Regions from separate parts of the Mus musculus genome. Here all the other regions are linked to region 3. The links are chromatin contacts, called in public HiChIP or PLAC-seq maps. All regions are on one chromosome and are shown on one strand. Each heading gives the region's core, a stretch centred on a gene start, on an enhancer-like site or on the middle of the called end of the contact. The rest is flanking DNA. Distances are from core to core; before and after follow the strand shown.

Evidence for each region. HiChIP or PLAC-seq counts read pairs in DNA pulled down with a chosen protein or histone mark.
Region 1: an H3K27ac HiChIP or PLAC-seq map of embryonic stem cells shows a contact between it and region 3, with 3 times the contacts expected there. The contact joins two enhancer-like sites. A contact is called at or near these places in 3 of 39 promoter capture datasets (cranial neural crest, frontonasal cranial neural crest and second pharyngeal arch cranial neural crest) and 2 of 115 datasets of contacts at active chromatin or transcription factors (embryonic stem cells and large pre-B cells).
Region 2: an H3K27ac HiChIP or PLAC-seq map of embryonic stem cells shows a contact between it and region 3, with 5 read pairs. The contact joins two enhancer-like sites. A contact is called at or near these places in 1 of 39 promoter capture datasets (hippocampal neurons), 4 of 115 datasets of contacts at active chromatin or transcription factors (bone marrow-derived dendritic cells, bone marrow-derived macrophages and embryonic stem cells) and 1 of 9 other capture datasets (adipose tissue).

The regions. Positions count from the first base shown.
Region 1 is chr2:30,958,703-30,961,402 of GRCm38.p6, forward strand. It overlaps Tor1b (torsin family 1, member B), which reads left to right. Exons shown (of 5, transcript NM_133673.3): 5 at 1-313. Tor1a (torsin family 1, member A (torsin A)) reads right to left here. Exons shown (of 5, transcript NM_144884.2): 5 at 1,859-2,495. The coding sequence ends at 2,245. Among named protein-coding and RNA genes, the nearest start is that of Tor1b, 7.1 kb to the left of the region's middle. Within about 2 kb of position 1,424, at least 12 of the 459 cell types and tissues checked have an H3K27ac peak or open chromatin away from gene starts, as enhancers often do. A contact at or near this core is called in embryonic stem cells, where this site is marked.
Region 2 is chr2:30,937,307-30,940,006 of GRCm38.p6, forward strand. No RefSeq gene overlaps it. Among named protein-coding and RNA genes, the nearest start is that of Tor1b, 14 kb to the right of the region's middle. Within about 2 kb of position 1,350, at least 15 of the 459 cell types and tissues checked have an H3K27ac peak or open chromatin away from gene starts, as enhancers often do. A contact at or near this core is called in embryonic stem cells, where this site is marked.
Region 3 is chr2:30,576,845-30,579,544 of GRCm38.p6, forward strand. No RefSeq gene overlaps it. Among named protein-coding and RNA genes, the nearest start is that of Cstad, 17 kb to the right of the region's middle. Within about 2 kb of position 1,372, at least 9 of the 459 cell types and tissues checked have an H3K27ac peak or open chromatin away from gene starts, as enhancers often do. A contact at or near this core is called in embryonic stem cells, where this site is marked.

The DNA of each region.
Region 1 (2,700 bases), core at 174-2,673, 380 kb after region 3:
CACTTCGGAAGAGGAGTTTAAAGTTAGTTGAGCTACGTACAGAGAGACCCTGTCTCAAAGCAGGAAGCAAACCAAAACGTGCCAAGGTGAGGGTGACTTTCAGGCCATAGTCTTGGACTGGAGCCGAGTTACTGTTTGTGACCTGTTGGGCTCCCGGTTTTCTGTTTACAGTGATGTAATACGTGGACACGTGTTGGCCACCTTTGGACTGCTGTTACTGATCTCCAACTTTGAAAGGCCTGGTGTGGCCTGCCCCAGCCTCCCTGTGAGAACAGAGATGGACGCAAGATAATAAAAGCATTGCGAGACGTAACTTTCCTGAGCTTTTCCTTGTCTGTGTGGTAGTGCACGGAGCTCAGAATCAAGGCTCTGGAGCGGCCCGCGGCCTTCCTCACCTGCATGTGCAGGTTGACCCCATCACGCAGAAATCAATGTTTGCTTTGAATGCTGTTACCCACACACATAGGACGAGGCAATATCTGGTGCTGGAGAGCTTCCTCGGGTAGGTAAGGGCTTTTTCTGTGCTGTGTTTACATACACAAGGGGCAGGCAATCACATCTCTACATATGCCAACTTGGGCACCTTTCTTATTTCTCCACCTTCCAAACAGGCTCTGGAGCTCAGAGCCAGCTAGACAGGCTGGGTAGCAAGATATAGGAGCTACCAGAGTCAGGCTTTCCTACCACATAACATCCCCCCAACTGTGAGCAATCCGCAACTGCTGGGTCTGGGTCAGAACTCGACGCAGGCTCTGTGCCCTACTCTTGGCCCTCACACTCAGTGCCTTGGAGTTTGTGGTATTCTGGATGCTGTGGTGTCATTTTTTCCTACTCAGAGATGCCTTTTATCACGGTCTGATACCTGGCCACTGCTGAGAGACCGAGTTGCTGGATCTTCCTGCCCAGAACTGACAAGAGAACCCGATTCTAGGTCTGTCTGTTGGCCAGATCTCGGCGTAACTGTGCTAACCTCGCTTCTTGGCAGTACCGATACATGGCTGCCACAGGACAGAGCAGTCTGGAAGGGTAAGCCTCCGTACTGACATGCTGCTGCTCCCTTCCTTAGTTGGTGTCTGGGAGCCTGACACAGTGCCCACCTGTCCCATGCGGCCACATCTACAAAGACAGGCCTCAGCAGGACAGGAAGCCATGCTCCTCAGTCAGGGCTCAGTGCTTGGGCTCCATCTTCAGATGGGTGGTAAGACCTGACATGTTTCCTGGGGACTTGGAACCATCACTGGGAATCCTGGGCCGCCTGAAAAGGGGCCTTGAACAGGCTGGTAGCAGAGGCAGAGTGTGGTCCTGCCGGCAGTTGACCTTGTTTTGACGTCAGGCCCTTTTCTCCCTGCTAAACCCAGCCCTGTCAAGGCCTTGAATGACAACCACACCTACAGGAGCCCTGCCCCTTAGCAGGCGCTTTGTGCTGCATAAAACAAGCCTCTCTAGAGCTCTGTCAAGCCTGGCATCTGGAGTGGAACTGACGACCACTCAGGGTCATTAAGACAAATGGGCTTTCTGTTGTTTTTGAGACAGGGTTTCTCTCTCTCTTTTTTTTTTTTTTTTTTTTTTTTTCCGAGACAGGGTTTCTCTGTGTAGCTCTGGCTGTCCTGGAACTCACTCTGTAGACCAGGCTGGTCTCAGAAATCCGCCTGTCTGCCTCCCAAGTGCTGGGATTAAAGGCGTGCGCCACCACTGCCGGGAAAACTCACTTGTCTTATTACTAAGGAGTCCAGAGAAGAGCACAGAGGCACATCTGTGATCCAGTCTCACCTAACCACTCTATGGCCCCTGGCAGGGCTGCTTCAGGCCCCTTGTTCCTGAGATAACCATTCCATCCATGCAGCAGATGTCCAGGCTTGGGTTTCTGAAGTAGAAATACTGGTAATGTCATCCAACAGTTTCAAAAGACACACAAAGCCACCGCTGAAAGCTTCTTATAGTATTAAAAACCATTTTAAATAAAACGTTATCACATTTGCAGTAAAACTTACTTGTTCTGCCTCAAAACAGAAACACCTGAAATTAAAACATAATTTTAAAAAAATCACAAGTCCAGAATGCTGGGAGCTGCTTTCATCTCTGGAGGCTCCAGGAGCTTCAGGTCCATGTTGCATCTGTGGTCCCTACAGCGCGGTCACCTGCAGGCTCTGAGGAGCAGAAACAGGATTCTCCCGCTAACCTCAGCAGGAAGTGTCCAAGCCTCTTCTGGGGAGGAGCGGACTGACACAGCCCTGGCAGCCGGCCTCAGTCATCCAGGTAGTAGTCCAGCTTGGTGAACACAGTCTTGCAGCCCTTGTCAGAGAAGACCTTCTCCTCCTTGGGGAAGAACGTCATCTCTTCCGCTACCTTGCTGATGATGTCCTCATCTACTTCATAGCCTCGGGACTGCATCTCCACTCTGATGCACATTTTCAGGTGCTTGTACTCCAGGGGCAGGAAGGGGACAAAATAATCTATGAGGTTCCGGTCAATGAGGCTGCTGTGCCAGAAGCCACCTGGGAAAGACAGAAAGGTGACACATAACAATGATCGGTCCAGACAGGATAATTACCAGGTGTTCACTGGGGGCCATGCTACCCATCTCCATACAGTGAGGAAGAGAGACAAGCTGAGAACTGCCCATGAGTACTGCCTTGGGATGCAGCAGGGACAGCAAGGGCAGGGTGACATAAGGGGACACCTTTGGGGCTCATTAGTTAA
Region 2 (2,700 bases), core at 100-2,599, 360 kb after region 3:
CCAGTGCCTGGCAAATACAGAAGTGGATGCTCACAGTCAACTATTGGATGGAACACAGGGCCCCCAATGGAGGAGCTAGAGAAAGTACCCAAGGAGCTGAAGGGGTCTGCAACCCTATAGGTGGAACAATATGAACTAACCAGTACCCCCAGAGCTTGTGTCTCTAGCTGCATATGTAGCAGAAGATGGCCTAGTCGACCATCACTGGAAAGAGAGGCCCATTGGACTTGCAAACTTTATATGCCCCAGTACAGGGGAACGCCAGGGCCAAGAAGTGGGAGTGGGTGGGTAGGGGAGCAGGGCGGGGGGAGGGTATAGGGAACTTTCAGGATAGCGTTTGAAATGTAAATAAAGAAAATATCTAATAATAATAAAAAAAGAATTGTTTACACAAACTTGAGACAGTAGATTCTTGGTATAAGCAGCACAATGCTGTGCCGGGACTGAAACAGGATGTGAGGACAGACAATCAGCGTTTGCATAACACAAGAATAATCTTTACTCAGTGCACAACACTATGCCTACACTAGTCCAACAATGGCCGTTCACCAACACAACGTCCAAGAATCCATCAGTTGTTCAGTCCATGGGGGAAACGGAAACGGACGTGGCAGTGAGAGCGAGGGCAAACAGCAAAGAGCCAGTTTCCTGCTTCCATGTCCTTTGAATAGACTGCCAACAGAAGGTGTGGCCCAGATTTAAGGTGGTTCTCCCCACCTCAAACTATCCAATCAAGGAAAGTCCCTGACAGGTATACTCAGCAGCCTGGGTTTTAGTTAACTCCATATGTAGTCATGTTGACAAGCAAGAACAGCCATCACAAAAGGGAAAATGAACTCCCAAAAGCTGTCCTCTAACCTCCACACTTGCACTGTGACATACACGCACACCCATACATATACACAATAAAGTAAATAAATGTAATTTTTTGTTTGTTTGTCTGTAGCTCTGGTTGATCTGGAACTCATGATGTAGACCAGCCTGTTGTCGTCCTCATAGAGGTTCTCCTACTTCTGCATTCCAAGTGTTAGGATTAAAGGCATGTGCCACCACATTTGGCCAAATGTAATTAAAAGAAGAAAAAAAATGGGAGCTGGAAAGATGGCTGAGCAGTTCAGAGCGCTTGTTTGTCTGCCAAATGTTCTCCCCACTGTGTAAAGTTTACCCTTGCATTATCTCACATGCTGATCTCTCTATCCCACTACCTGGTTTCCACGTGGCTGTGGCTTCTTTATGTTATCCTTAGATGCTCCTGTCCCAAGTTTGCTTAAACATTGCTCCTCATTCATTCGTTCTCTGCCCTGCCAATAAAAGCCAAGGAGCCAATATAGAGCTTTAGAGAGAATAAGGTGGGACTCCCGTTTCTAGGAGGGGTGGAGAAAGGGACAGGAAGGAAGGAGGGGAGCCATGAGGACAGGTCCAGGAAGCCTCAGGAGAAGAGAGCAAAAAGGATGGGAAAACTGCAAGTAAGATGGGAATGTGGTCTGGGAGGAAGCCTGGCTGCCTGGGAGGTTTAGAATGGAGCAATCATTGCTCAGTTCAAGGCTATAGCCTCCCCCAGCCTTGAGCAGGCCGACTCAGACCTGTTCTGCAGCTGTGAATGAGACCATGGAGGGTGGAGTCTTCCGACCCAGGTCTATTGTTCTGCCACCTGTGTTCTTCTCCAAGATGCCCCACTGAGAGGCTGAACCTGTCTTCCTGAGATATTCCTGAGTTAAGCTGACAACCTGTTGATTGGACCTAGTGCTAACAGCTCTGGCAGACCAAGTGCTAACAACTTGGCAGCAAAGCATCAAGAAGCCTGGCGTGGCAGGGGATGGGCCTCCCTCCTTTATAAGCACAGACTCTTAGTAAACATTGGGCCTGGATCAGAAATTTTGTCTTGGTCTCGTTATTTCTCTCGCTGTTTCCTCCCATACAGCTCCAGCCTCCGGCTATACAAGGCAATTAAACTTAAAATGTTTAATTTTAAAAATAAATAAATAAATAAATAAATATACAGAGTGAGTTTCAGGACAGCCAGAGCTACACAGAGAAACTCTGTCTTGAAAAACCTAAATAAATAAATAAATAAATAAATAAATAAAATAATCATTCAATACTTGTTGCTTTTGTAGAGAACCTGGGTTCAGTTCCCAGCACCCACATGGCAGTTCACAACCACCTGTAACTTCAGTTCTAGGAGACCTGACTGTTAGGGTCTAGGTAAAATGTTGAGGCCTAGATAGCTGCTGCCTGCCTAGCCTGCCATTTTGTGCTGTTACCAATGGTATAAGCAAACCTTCCCATGTGCTGTTATTAGGAAGCTTTCTCATGTACTGTTACTAGGAGACTTTCTCATGCCTGAATGAATTGCAGATTCTGTGATGTGCTGGGCTTTGGTGATCTTGGGATCCAATCACGTAGAGGTCAGCTGGAACTGCTTTGTATAGTTAGCCGCAGTAAGCTTGGACCTGAACCGACCTCGCCTCAGCACTTCCTGCCCTGTGTGTGAGCTTTTATGGTTGTTCATAAGCTGCCCCTGGGATGGACCCAGCATAAGAGAGACACTTGCACCAATGTAAGAAGCCATTTGGAGAGAGACGTCCATTTGAGTAGGGGTCGAGGATAGTTTTAACTCCCGAGATGTCCCTTGGAACTGACATCCTGGTTGGCAAGTAAGACATGAATGTTAGGCCAGGCTAGTCCCCACCACAGCTG
Region 3 (2,700 bases), core at 122-2,621:
CTCAGTCACCTCCTCTCAAGTTTTAAAGACTTTAAAACCATTTTCACCCATTCCTGTATGGGGGTTTGAGGACCATTCATGTGTCTATAGTATATTTGAATAGACAAATTTAGCTTGAATCAAGTTGCCCATTCTCGACCTTGAAAGCATTTGATTATTAAATATACCTTATTTTTTTAAACATGAACTCGTGGAGGTGCTGTTTTGATAGCTCATTAAATAAATCTAGTGGCTAGAAAGCCGGAAGGTAAATTCTGGGCCGAGGCAGCTGGTAGAAGAAGAAAGAAACAAACAGTATAAATTGGAGTTGCTTGCTGTGAAGGTCTGACTTTTCCATAGCAAAGATGGCTGCCAATCACGTGACTGCCCTTAACCAAGATGGTGGTGAAGCCACAGTTCCTTTTTCCCAAAGTCAAGATGGCGGCCAAGCACATGCTGTTTATTGACTGTGGCCAGCGTGGGTGATTTAAAATGTTCGCTCACCATTACTGTTGAAGTCACCACTGCTGCTGCGGGGGCTGCTCATGAGCAGGAGAAGGGTGGAGGCTGGGTGGGGCTAGGCGGTACCTGGAGCCCTGCGCTCAATGAGGTGAAGGAGTTGAGGGGCAAGAGTGCAGTTGCCAAAATTTGAGACATTGGAAGTTCAGGCCAATTTGGGTAAATTTTGCAGCAGACATACAAGAGGCATCTGCGATCAGTTTTAGACCCAGCATTTCCCAGAGATCCTGAGACTATGGGAACTGGCGACCCATTCAATAGTCTGGGATCTAATGGTTAATATGGAGGCCGTAACCTCAGACCAAACGTCTTTGTATCAAAGATTTCCCCAAACAAACACCTGTTCTTTGCTATCTCTGGTGAGGCCCTGACTCGGCAGGGAAAGCTCCAAGAGCCCTGGACTGGAAAGGAGCACTTGTTGCTTGAGGGCTTCTGGGAGGTAGTTACTCACAGAGGCTGAAGTTGATGTTTCCTGTGGAGAGAAAGAAGCGGTCCCTCCGCGAGGCCAGGGAAGAACCCAGCCATCAGACTGGGCACTCAACCTTTCCCGGGGTTTGGCACTATCTGATAAATTATTTCTCAGCTGGTGAGATGAGCCAATTCAAACCAGATTAGATTATATTAAATGCAGATTTATTGGGAAGTTGCTCTCAGGCAGGCAAATTCACTAACTCCCAAGGAAGGAGGCCAGGGGAAGCCACCATGGGGAGGGAGGGGAGGAGAGGGGGAAGAGACAGAAAGAATGAGTGTAGAGAGGGGATGGGAGAGACCAAAATGTCTGGATTATATAGAGAGGAGCCTCTGGAGGGAAGGGCAACCCAGCCCCAGGGCTTGAAAGCTCGGGAGTAGGATCAGGGTGTGCCAGGTAGGGACTGAGGGATGATGGGAGAACCTGAAGGCCCGATCTGCTTTTGATATGTAAAATATGCACCTCAGCACCTAGTCCCAGGGTCTGAAACCAAACAAGACCTTGCATCATAAAAACCAAACCAAACCAAACCAAACAAACAAGCTAACCAACCAACAAACAAAAACCCCTAAAAGCTATTTTTGTTTTGTTTTGTTTTGGCTTTTCTGACCTACAAGTTATTTAGGGGAGGAGTTGTTTAGTTTCTGAGTCTTGGAAGTCCATTCTGGTATTGCTTCCTACTTAGAGTCTGTTACATCAGAGAACACACTCTAAATGGTTGTATTTCTTCTAAACTGACAGGTTTATTTGAGGCTAGGATGTAGCCTTTAAAACATGTATGAATGTATGTATGTATGTATGTATGTATGTATGTATGTACTTGAAGACCTACACCATACCACACATGGAAGGCAGAAAACAACTTTCAAGGGTTCATTCCTGCCTACTCTGTAGTAGATCAAACCTAGGTACCAGGCTTGGCCACAGACCCCTTTAACCTCCCGCACCATCTTGCTGGTCCAATGTAAGCCTGTGTGTTCTGTGCCCTTGAAAATAGTGTTATTCTGGCTGATACAGAGTTCCATAAATGACAGGGAGATTGCAGCTGGTGGCCAGTTTTGAGTCATGGTCCTTTGAGTTGAGAGAGGGTTTTGCAATCATACATTTATTCATTTCTCTCCCCCCGCCCCCCCGCCCCCCCACCCCTCACCCCCCACCCCCTTTGGATTTTGCTGACACTGTCTCAGGCACTAGACTGTTGCTGTCTTCTTGGTGGGTGAGTCCTGCATTCTGTGTTCTCCCTTGTTGTCTCTGTAATCTGTCATTTTGCTTCTGCATTGCTAAGAGAACCACACCCTTTTGATTACCTTTTGCAGTGTTAGAGTTTGGATGGCAAATGTCTTCTTCAGGCATGTGTGTTTGAACACTTGATTCAAGGAGGAGGAGGAGGAAGGGTAACTGAGGGGAGGCCTCTAGGCTTTATGGTCTAACCTAACCATCTGCTTCTTCTCTGCTTCCTGCTGCAGATGCAGTTTCAGCATCCAGCTTCCTGCTCCTGTAGCCTCTTCAGCTACCACATCTTTCTCACTAGGACAGAATGACGCTCTCAAACTGTTAGACACAATAAACCCTTTCCCATCAACCTGTGTTTACTGGGGTTGTTTGTTTGTTTGTTTGTTTGAATCTAATGGCATGAAAGTATCTTGCAGTCCATACAAACCATGCCTTGGACTTTGATCTTTTCCTAGGTCAGTGATACACTCTGTGGTATCTTCCACAGCCTCCAGGCAAGC